2 separate regions of the Mus musculus genome follow, and region 1 is linked to region 2. The links are chromatin contacts, called in public HiChIP or PLAC-seq maps. All regions are on one chromosome and are shown on one strand. Each heading gives the region's core, a stretch centred on a gene start, on an enhancer-like site or on the middle of the called end of the contact. The rest is flanking DNA. Distances are from core to core; before and after follow the strand shown.

Region 1 (4,852 bases), core at 2,166-4,665, 150 kb before region 2:
ACAGTACTCTGTACTAGCGGAGCCAAGGGACACCAGCATAGGACATACAAGGTCCCTGCCAGAGACCTGAGCCAAGAGGACACAAACATATATTTATTGAGAGCAGGCTGTGCAGCTGCTGGGCAATATCCTCAGATTATAGCAACTAGTAGGCTGCAATGACTTCTGACAGGGCTGTCACAGAAGAGAGAGAGAGATTTGTATTGTTTCTGTGTGCCATGCCTCTACCCCACGTCCCTCAGTATCCCAGTCCTCATGCCCAGATCACGGAAGATGGTGCAAGCAACTGGTAAGTCGCTGTTGTGCTCTTCAGTAAGCACTAGTAAGGATCTGGTTTCCTGGGTTTGGACCTCAAGGCCAAGAAATCTGAGGTTAAAGGTCACAGGCTCCAAACACCCCTTTCTTTGTGTGTACCCTAGTATGTGGTAGCATATGACTCCTAATAACCCATACTGTCCTGACAATCCAAGGTTATAGTGAAGGTAGTGCTCTTTGAATTTAGAGAATCATTGAGTTAAGGGGGCCACATTGCACACAGCAGACCTAGAGGAGTCACTCTGAGCCAGAAGGCATCATACAGCATATGGGAGGCAGAGGCAGCGACAGGAGCACTTTATCTGAGGAGCCTGTCTATGGCTCCACTTCTAACCACTGTGTCCTGGGAACTGGAGGGACAAGCCTGACCACTAAAACAAGGGCTTCAGCAGAGGTGGCACATTTTATCAGTAGAGGAAGCCATGTCCCATGACAAGAGCCACCCTCTCACCCCACTCCCTTACGGTGGGAGGCAGGCAAGTGCCCAGGCCACAATGTTCTCCTGTCTAACCTTACCCTAGTACACCAATTACCATCCATGGTAACAAGATATCAGAGGAAAATGCCTCTCTCTCTCTCTGTGTGTACACTGCATGATAGGGAATGAAGTTGGACAGGAAGTGATAGACCCATCTCCTTCAGAGCACACTGGTTCCTGTCCTGATTCCTCTGGCCCCTCACTAGCCCTAACTACGCGGCACTGGGTAGAAAGGAGAGGCATTGCTTGCTAGTGGAGGCAGAGCTGTCTTTGTTCTCCAGGACCTTGCCAGCACAGCACGCTGTCCCTCAGGCTCTGTAACTGATCCCAGAGATGATCCTACGTCCCTTCAAAAATAGCCTTCTCATAGCACTGGCCAGGCTTCGAAGGTCCAGACTGGAATCCAGATCTTGACAATGGCTGTTGTTTTGGTGCTGTGCTAGACTGGAACCAAGATGCCACAGAGCACACATTAGGTCCCCAGTGAGGAGCCCAACCATCTGTGGCCCTTAAGCTCCCAAGAGCTTCTAGAAAGGCCCAAATGTGAGAAGTATTCCACATCAGAGGCCTGCCTGAGGGCCTCCATATATGTGAGTAACTCCACTAGCTGTGATGAACCACAACTTGGAGCCATAAGGACAAACCTCAGCTGGGTCAGAGCACAGTGTGGTATTTTGGAAAATGTCACATGTCAGTAGACAAGAGCCACTTTAGACCATCAGCCACTATGCTGCATGGTTCTATAAGAGGTCGAGATAGCTGCTGTGAAGGCAAGAGGTTGGAACACACGGGCCATTTGGGGAGAAGAACCAAGGCATGGTCACTGAGGGGTACTGCCCTCCAGACCTGCTTTGGGAACAAGGACCCATGTGCTCTCAGTACGAGGAGACCTAGCTGAAGTGGAAACTGAAGGGTTCTTTGGAGAGTCAGTTATGTTGGAAGGTGTGTTGCCAGGGCAAACACATGAAAGAGTGTTTTCCCAGAATGAACAGAGGTGAAAGACTAAGGCAGACTCATGAAGGAACATTTCACTGAAGCAGACACAGGCAGGAGGATGTTCTGTTAAAGCAAACATGTGAAAGGACATATGATGAAGGATTCTTTGCTAATACTACACCGTGTATCAGTCCAATTTACACTGCATAGTTGAGCTGCATTTGTCAGGACTCTATGGACTCAGGCTGATTGGATGCATGTGCTGAGGCAAGACCTGTGCTGAGGCGAGGCACGTGGAGGACACATGATGTTTGGAGGGTGTAAATAGGACTCCACGGAGTGATGGAGACAGAGCTTGGCTTGCAGGTACAGCTAGCTATACAATGCTTATGGGTCTCACATCTTTGCGATCTTCGATTCCCTAAGAAAGGCACAGCTGAGAACTTTTCCTGGTGTTCCTCTGGGTCCCTCCTGCTGACTGGAGCCGAGGCTGAGGCCTAACTCTCTCTGCTAGGTCATATCACCACTGTTGCTAACCCGACTCTACAGAACTGGACTGCTAATGTATCCATGAAGTGTTTGTGAGTGGATCGAGCTGCCACTGCCAACCTATGAACTGAACTGCTGGTTTCCAGACAACACAGACAAGAGTTACTCTAAAGAACCTTTCTAAACAGGTCCCCTTCCCCCATGTCCTTTCTTTTCCACTACCTCTTGTGGGTGGTAGGCTACAAGGGAGGTTAAAGCGTTTAAGAACCATCATTAAAAATAAGGTTTGAAAAAAATTAAAGTTGCACCTAGCCTTGGCAGTTATGGCAGGAAAGCAGGCTGGAGTGTCAGTGTCCCAATGAGACATACCACTTCAAGCCACAGCCAGGTCTGAGATACTCCCTAGAGGCTACACAGGTATAGCCAATCATCTTACACAGAGCATTGACTGTGTGATTAGACACCCTGGGTGGCAGGCAAATGGCGATGAGGGATAAGCTGTCAGCCCGCAGCTTCAGGAGCATAGATGTGGACCATGCTGCCATGCCACCCCTGCCCTTCATCTGCCAGCCACAGAGGACAGTATATCGGTCACCTGGGCTTGTTTTTCCCTCTGCTCTGGCAGCAGAGCTGATACAGTAATCAGGATGCCACATATGGGCCCTGGAAAATGACTGCTCCTGAGCCTTTGTTCAGTCTCATTATTCTCTATGGCTTTTTCCCCCAAGTCATAAAAATGACGTTTTTAATATGTGGATTTTTTTTAAAAAAGAAAAAGAAAAAGCAATATGAAGGTAATATGAAGATGACTTTTATTGTCAATAGCTCTACCTTTTAAACCAGTTATCGTAATTTCTGCTCTAGGTATTTTAATTGAAGATTAACTTATGTTAAAGAGTGTACATGTGGAGGGTGAGAGCATTAAAATTCTGCCTTCCTGAGTGGTGGGGGAAAATACTTCTTGGGAAGCCATCAGGACCCTGCCCTCAACCCCTCCGGCATTAGGGCTGCCTTTCCTTAATCTTTCCCACTTACCAGGAAAATATAGGTCCTCAGAACCTGTAGATTGGAGCAGACCACACCATAGCCAGCACTGCCCCTAAGCACAAGGAAGGGAAGGTGGAAGAGGTGTACAAAGTGTTGAAGGCATTGATCTAAATGAGGAAGTCCACCCTGTGGTCCTGGGCAACTTCCTGAGTGTCTCTGGCCCTCAGTTTCCTGGCATATGAATGGTCTAGAAGTGGCTGCAGTTAAGGTATGACTGTCTGGAACATAGTCACCATGCAGTGAGCATTTTCTCTGACTGGCCCAGAGATCTGTTGACAGTGGGGCACTAACTAAGCTTTCTGTGGCCAGTAAGATGGTCTTCCTTCAAGGTCCCTCTAGGTAGCACTTAGCTAATTTCAAAACAACTTTCCCCACATGGGGACACCCAGCAGCCCTCAGATGCAGCCAAACAACATTTCCCCATGGTGACCCAGAGTGTAGAAGCCTAATTCCCAAAAGTCTCTGTAGAGATGTCCTGAAGCCTAGACCTCCCTGGTGACAGTAAAGCAGTAAAGGATCTGGCCTGCCTTGAGCACCAGGCTGCAGTGGGCACTTCATAAGCACAGCCCTGGACCATAGCTGTGAGCCCTTACCTGCCTGGGTAGTGGCTCACCTGTGGGATACCCATGTGGCACTGGCTAGGTAAGAGGACATGTGAGGGGATGCTGGAATGGCAGTATCAGAAGTGACATGAGATTAACATCCCATGGACCCATTAAATAGGAGGTATTCAGCCACCAGCACACTTCTTGCAACCCTGCCCTGCAGAGACCACTCATCTCTCTCCCTTTTTCATTCTTACTACCTACCCACCCCACTTAGCTTGGTCATGGTTCTATCCCACTCCCAACACACCTCAGCTCTGTGCCCATGCTGCCCCACTGCCCTCTCACCCCGTCCATCCAACACCATGGCCCACTGCCTAAAAGGTGTGGGCATCCCCACCTGGCAACTCTGATTGAGCCTGAGGGGAGGGGACAGATAGATCTGGGACTCCCTCCTTATCCTCGCCCCAAAGGGCTCCAAGTCTGGGTGGATATGGCCAGCAGAGTTGGAAGAGCTCCTGTTTTCCAGGACTCCCCCTTCCTCATCTGCTGCTGCAGTCAGAAGCTATGCTCCTCACCCCCAGCCTCTGTGGGTTTAGAGGCTGTCTGGAACAGAACCATACTCAGGAACCCTTCTGCTGGTTCCAGGCAAGCTGAAAGGACTAATATGGCCTTGCTGAAGTCTCAGAGGAAAGTTCAGGGCCTTGATCCCAGGAGGAAGACTACCAAGGTACAACACTCCTCTTATTGAAAGTCTAGGCAGAAGGCACTAAGGCAGTTGCCATAATCAATCCAGTGAGGGAGCCCAGCAGAGACTGGAACTGAGGCAGCTGAAGCATGAGAAAGGTTCTGTAGGAGGCAGGCAATGTGGTACCTAGGCATTATAGACCATCTGAGCACATGTGGGGATCTAGAGATTTCTTCAGGAGAGGCTGAACTGGGAGAGATGGTTAAGATTTGTTCTAAAAGGATTTTGGACAGCACAGAGGTGAATAAGCAGAGAGGGGCTTGCAACAGTGACTGGGAAGTTCACATAGACTAA
Region 2 (5,154 bases), core at 1,446-3,945:
CCAGGAGCAGAGCAGTGGCCACCCTTGAAGAGGACAGTGCCATCCGTCTTGACTGTCCTGCAGCACCTGAGTGTGTTAGCATGTCCTCTGGCCTCTATGGTGGGCAGATGGTCCCCTCTGTTCCCCTCTGTCCCATCCAAGGACAGTAGGGACTCCAAATGTCAGGCCAGGTGCTGTCCCAAAGGGCACAAACAGGCATGGGTGCCCTTGAGGAGGTCAGAGACACGGTCTGTCTCCATTTCCATGTGTGTCCATTTTCTCATTAAGTTGCCAAGGACAGATGTCACAGCCTCAGGACCTTGGGAGCCAGGCTGGAACCAAAGGGGAATTCTGGGAAAAGGAACAGAAAGAATGGGAGAAAATATACAGGAAGCCTTGGTACACCAGGTTAGTGTCCATCAGAACTGACTCCAGACACAGACAGTAATGTGCAAATACCTTCAGACATTAAACGTTGAACCCGAACTCATGGATTTTATTTCTTTGAAACAGAGTTTCATTCTGGAGTCCAGAATGGCCTTGCTCTCCTTCCGAGGACAACAGGCCTACGCCACTCTATATATGCAGCTTTGAATTCAAGTTGATTTTTTTATTTCTTTTGTTTTGTTTTAATTTGACCTGATGTTTTGAGGCAGAGTCCTATGTAACCCAGGTTAGTCTCAAACTCAACAAGTAGTCAAAGATGCTCTTGAACTCTTCTTAATCCTCCTGCCTCCACTTCCCCAGTTCTGGAATTATACATATATGCTGTCACATTCCGTCCTGAATTTAACTTGTAATAATGTTAACAGAATGTCATACAGGGAAGATTCAGCTGCTGGGAGGAACCTCATTGGGAAAGAAGGAGAGGCACACACATACTCATTCACACACACACACACACACACACACGTTCACACACATACATACACACACTCACACATTCTCACTCTCTCACACACATACACACTCATACATGTGCATATACATACTCTCTCACTCTGTCTCTATGTCTCTGTCTCTCTCACACACACATACATACTCACATACACACACACATACTCTCTCTCACACACACACACATACACACTCACACACGTGCATACACACATTCTCTCACTGTCTCTCATTCTCTCTGTCTCTCTCTCTCTCTGTCTCTCTCTCTCTCTGACTCTCTCTCTGTCTCTCTCTCTGTATGTCACACACACCTCCCCTCCATAGCCATCCTGTGCAACATCTTCAATGCATGCTGTGTGGATCTGGGTCTGGCCCAGGCCACGGGAGCTGATGTGGAGCAGAGCACAGAGACATACAGTTAAAACGAAACCCTCCAGGGAATCCACTAAGAAAGCTCTAGGTGGGTAGGAGAGTGGGAGGAAGGTGGGGCTTCCGCTCTCTTTTCTGTGCCTTCTGGACAGTTTGAAGGCTTGCTATGAGCATGCATTGTTTTTACAATTGAAAACACATGTGCACCTCCTGGAGCCTACAGAGGAGTGCTGCAATGGGCCCAAAGGACAGAGGAGGAGGGAGGTGATAGCAGATGAAGTATAAGCTTGGGTGTGGAGACAGAAAGCTTCACGCCGGGTAGGCCTTCTCCATACACTCATGGGGGCCCCACTCATACTGGGCCCCAACCAGCCACCAGAGTCTTCCAGTGGAGCAGGGTGAGGGCCGAGGCCCGGGTCCTGTCTTGCTCCGTTGGCCCTCTGTGCTTGGATGCCTGTTCACTGGAGCACTCAGCTCACCTCCCACGGACTCGCTCTCTGGAGCTCCTGACATACCATTCATGAGCTGACCACAGCCACCTAGGACCCCACAACCCCACATGGAGTCGGGCTAGCCTAGGAAAGAGGAAAGGGCAGCTTTGTCCCAGCAGCCAGGCTTGGGAGGACAAGCCTCTCATGTGACATACATATTCCTGCTGAGTAAATCACTCCAAGGATCAAAGAGCCACCGTGGTCTGCTGGCCCATCAACCCTAGTCTCGACTTATCGGCTGCTGCCTCTGATGCCCAAGGCCAGCAGAACATTCTGGCCCCCATGGACCCAACCCCCAGTGATTACCCAGAATCCCCGGGGGGGGGGTGCTGACCCAGTCAGATGGGTCCCCTGCTTTCTTGATCACACAGATCCTGTTTGTGACCTACCACTGTTTTCTGTCTTGGGGGTTCAGAGAGCATATTTTGTTTTGTTTTATGAATTTTGGCTTTCTGTTGTTGTTGCTGTGCAGAGCCCTCATAGGTACCTGACAGCAAGGGCTGAGGGCTTCAGCTCTTCAGCTCTTTCTCATTCTCAGTGTTCCCTGGTGTCCTCAATAACAACTTCTACTCTGATGATTGCAGGGGGTGTAGCTGGCAGGAACTAATGGGGGCTGGGCTGTGCTTCAGTACCCTAGTGCACCCAAGCTCTGGGTCCCATCCCTGCACCAGGAAGAAGTCAGAAAGGAACCAGTGGTGTAAGGGCCCAAACCTAGAATGTGAACCTGTCAACAAGGTGACTGTCTGGGGCCTCACTCATCCCTGATCCTCACCGGAGCCCTCTGCGCTGGATCTCAGGATGAGCCTACGTCAGATCAGAGCGTGAGGCCAGCAAGGCCACCCACAGCCAACGTGGGCAAAACAGGGACGAAGGGTGAGAGGCCCCAGTATCCAGGCTCCTTCCATCTCTGCATGCAGACACCCACCCTCTGTCCACCCTGAGGCCCAAGCAGGGGTGGATTTGCAGGGTTTGGAGTGCCCTCTAGTGGCTACAAGGCTCCAATTCAACCCCTACCCGAACCCCATATAGCAAGGTGAAACCCAGCTCTTCCCTGACCCTGTGCCCTGGGGCCAGAGACACCAATTCACTTTGCAACAAGAAAATCAAGGGATAGGCCACATGCACAAAACAACCAGAGCAGCCAGAGGTGCTGCCCCGCAGTGCTGTGGTACATTCCAGGGGCTACAGCCTTCATTGAGTGCCTGCTACCTGCTCTGTGACCTCAAAACAAGAGATTATTCTCTTCTACAGACAAAACTCAAAGTTGCTCTACATCCCTGATCTAGAAAATGTCCAGAGCAGTCCCCACATGTCACTGTGCAGAGAGGCATAGAGGACCCCAGTCCTCTGCTGGGGGCTGGAGGACACCAGTGCTCTGTGAGCTGCCAGGCTGCATCTTCTTATCATTAGCACTGTAGTGTGTTCCTGTTACCCAGCTGGGACTGCCACCACCAAAGGAGCCACCCCACTGGCAGACTCATTTCAGGCTCACACCACTCTAAGGAACAAACATTATTGCATTTTAAAGATGGAAACAAAGTTCCTAGCGGTTGGATGACTTTGCCAAGGCTACAGGTCCCGGAAGACAGCTGCAGCATCCCACCTAACCCAACCCTACCTTTCTATTTGCTTCCTAGTGAGGGTTTATTTTCCAAACCTTTGTAAATAGCCCCCACACCCACCTTTAAGAAAGCTTGGCAGCCAGACATGCTAGCGAGTGCCCTTAATGCCACAGGGGTTGGGTTAGGGAAGATGGCAAAGGTTTGAGGCCATCTCTGTTTGAGGCCGGCCTGCTCTGTAAGAGTTTCGGGCCAAGCTGGGAGGTGGTGACATCTACCTTTAGGGAGACAGAGGCAAGAGGATCTTTGAGTTTGAGGCCAACCAAGTCTACAGAGCAAGTTCCAGGACAGCCAGGGATTCACTGAGAAATCTTGTCTCAAAAAACAAACAGCAAATAGAGTTCCAGGCCAGCCAGGGCTGCAAAATGAGATCCTGTCTAGCACTGATTGATTGATTGATTGACTAATATGGAGAGAAAACAGTGAAAACCAGACATGGCATTACACACCTGTAATCTCAAAACTTGGGAGGTGGAGGCAGGAGAATCAGCAGTTCAAGGTCATCTTCAACGACATCTTGAATACAAGGCTCACCTGTGATACATGAGACTGTCTCAGAGAGAGGGGTGAGGGAGGAAAACTGTGTAAAGCTCAAATGCAGCAAAAATCCAAGAAAGTGACCCATGACGGTGAGAGACCGGTCAGTGGAGAGCACACAGTCTAGACGCAGCTCTGTGTCCTTAAAGAGATTTATGTCACCCACGAACAATCACTGCCCTGCGCCCCAGGAACAGCCCTGCATGACTTCTAGCTCCCGTTCATTCTCTTCAATCCAGGAGTCAGGGAGGATGCAAAAGAGGGAAGGGGGCCGGGCGTGGTGGCGCACGCCTTTGATCCCAGCACTCGGGAGGCAGAGGCAGGCGGATTTCTGAGTTCGAGGCCAGCCTGGTCTACAAAGTGAGCTCCAGGACAGCCAGGGCTATATAGAGAAACCCTGTCTCGAAAGACCAAAAAAAAAAAAAAAAAAAAAAAAAAAAGAGGGAAGGGGTCCCTCCGCCGGGGACTGGGAGGTGGACAAGAGGGAAGCCAGAGAGGTGTTCTTACCTGGTCACACGCGTCACGGGTGAATGATGAACTGCCTGCATTTGCTGCATTTGCTCTGAGTATTCCAACGTAACAAAGGCTACATTTTTTTTTCTTTTTACAAAATAAAAATTTAATGTCTTGATAAATATTCTTAAGAAATAGACTGTGTGATGTTTTAAACCTTTCTAAACCTTTTGGATATCCTTTCAAAGGACAATTGTTAACATTTTAAGCACTTTTGACTAAAATTCCTCACATAAAGGAATATAAACTGCAAATGCTAAAAGACACTGCACTGCTTAGAAGGTTTGCTCGCTCCTTTATACAAGTATTTGACACATACAATACCAAACAGGGCATCGCTTCCCTTTCCTTTCAGAAAAATCATGAGTTTTCACTGGTTAAAACCAACTTAAAATTATTTATACACGAGGGGAAATGAATGTAAATACAAAAATCTATAAATGTCAATGAACTCTCATATTGAAAACCTACTCAGGTACAGCTGTTTATAAGACTCTGAGACAAGACCCCACAGCCAAGCACCCTCTCCCTGATGGGGGTAGCAAGAGTCCTCCCAGAACATGAGGTGCTGGCACAGGAATCTTGAACTTCCACCATGTAGAATCCTGGGAAATCAGTGCCACTGTAGTAAGCCACCCAGCCAACTGTTATAAAGACAAGGAAAACCTCGAAGACGCCCTGGGAAGACACTTATCACCCGCAGGCACTCACACAGGGGTGGGTGGATTCCGAGCCTCGGTGGATGTTGG

What was found. HiChIP or PLAC-seq counts read pairs in DNA pulled down with a chosen protein or histone mark.
Region 1: an H3K27ac HiChIP or PLAC-seq map of the HPC-7 cell line shows a contact between it and region 2, with 6 times the contacts expected there. The contact joins two enhancer-like sites. A contact is called at or near these places in 1 of 39 promoter capture datasets (embryonic stem cells), 6 of 484 Hi-C or Micro-C datasets (the AML12 cell line, the G1E-ER4 cell line, nephron progenitors and 2 more), 2 of 115 datasets of contacts at active chromatin or transcription factors (the HPC-7 cell line and acute myeloid leukemia) and 3 of 9 other capture datasets (adipose tissue, liver and pancreatic islet).

What each region holds. Positions count from the first base shown.
Region 1 is chr6:88,264,109-88,268,960 of GRCm38.p6, reverse strand. The region is part of intron 6 of Eefsec (eukaryotic elongation factor, selenocysteine-tRNA-specific); the gene reads left to right. Among named protein-coding and RNA genes, the nearest start is that of Dnajb8, 44 kb to the right of the region's middle. Within about 2 kb of position 3,415, at least 11 of the 459 cell types and tissues checked have an H3K27ac peak or open chromatin away from gene starts, as enhancers often do. A contact at or near this core is called in the G1E-ER4 cell line and the HPC-7 cell line, where this site is marked.
Region 2 is chr6:88,110,877-88,116,030 of GRCm38.p6, reverse strand. No RefSeq gene overlaps it. Among named protein-coding and RNA genes, the nearest start is that of Mir6376, 9.2 kb to the right of the region's middle. Within about 2 kb of position 2,695, at least 41 of the 459 cell types and tissues checked have an H3K27ac peak or open chromatin away from gene starts, as enhancers often do. A contact at or near this core is called in the G1E-ER4 cell line and the HPC-7 cell line, where this site is marked.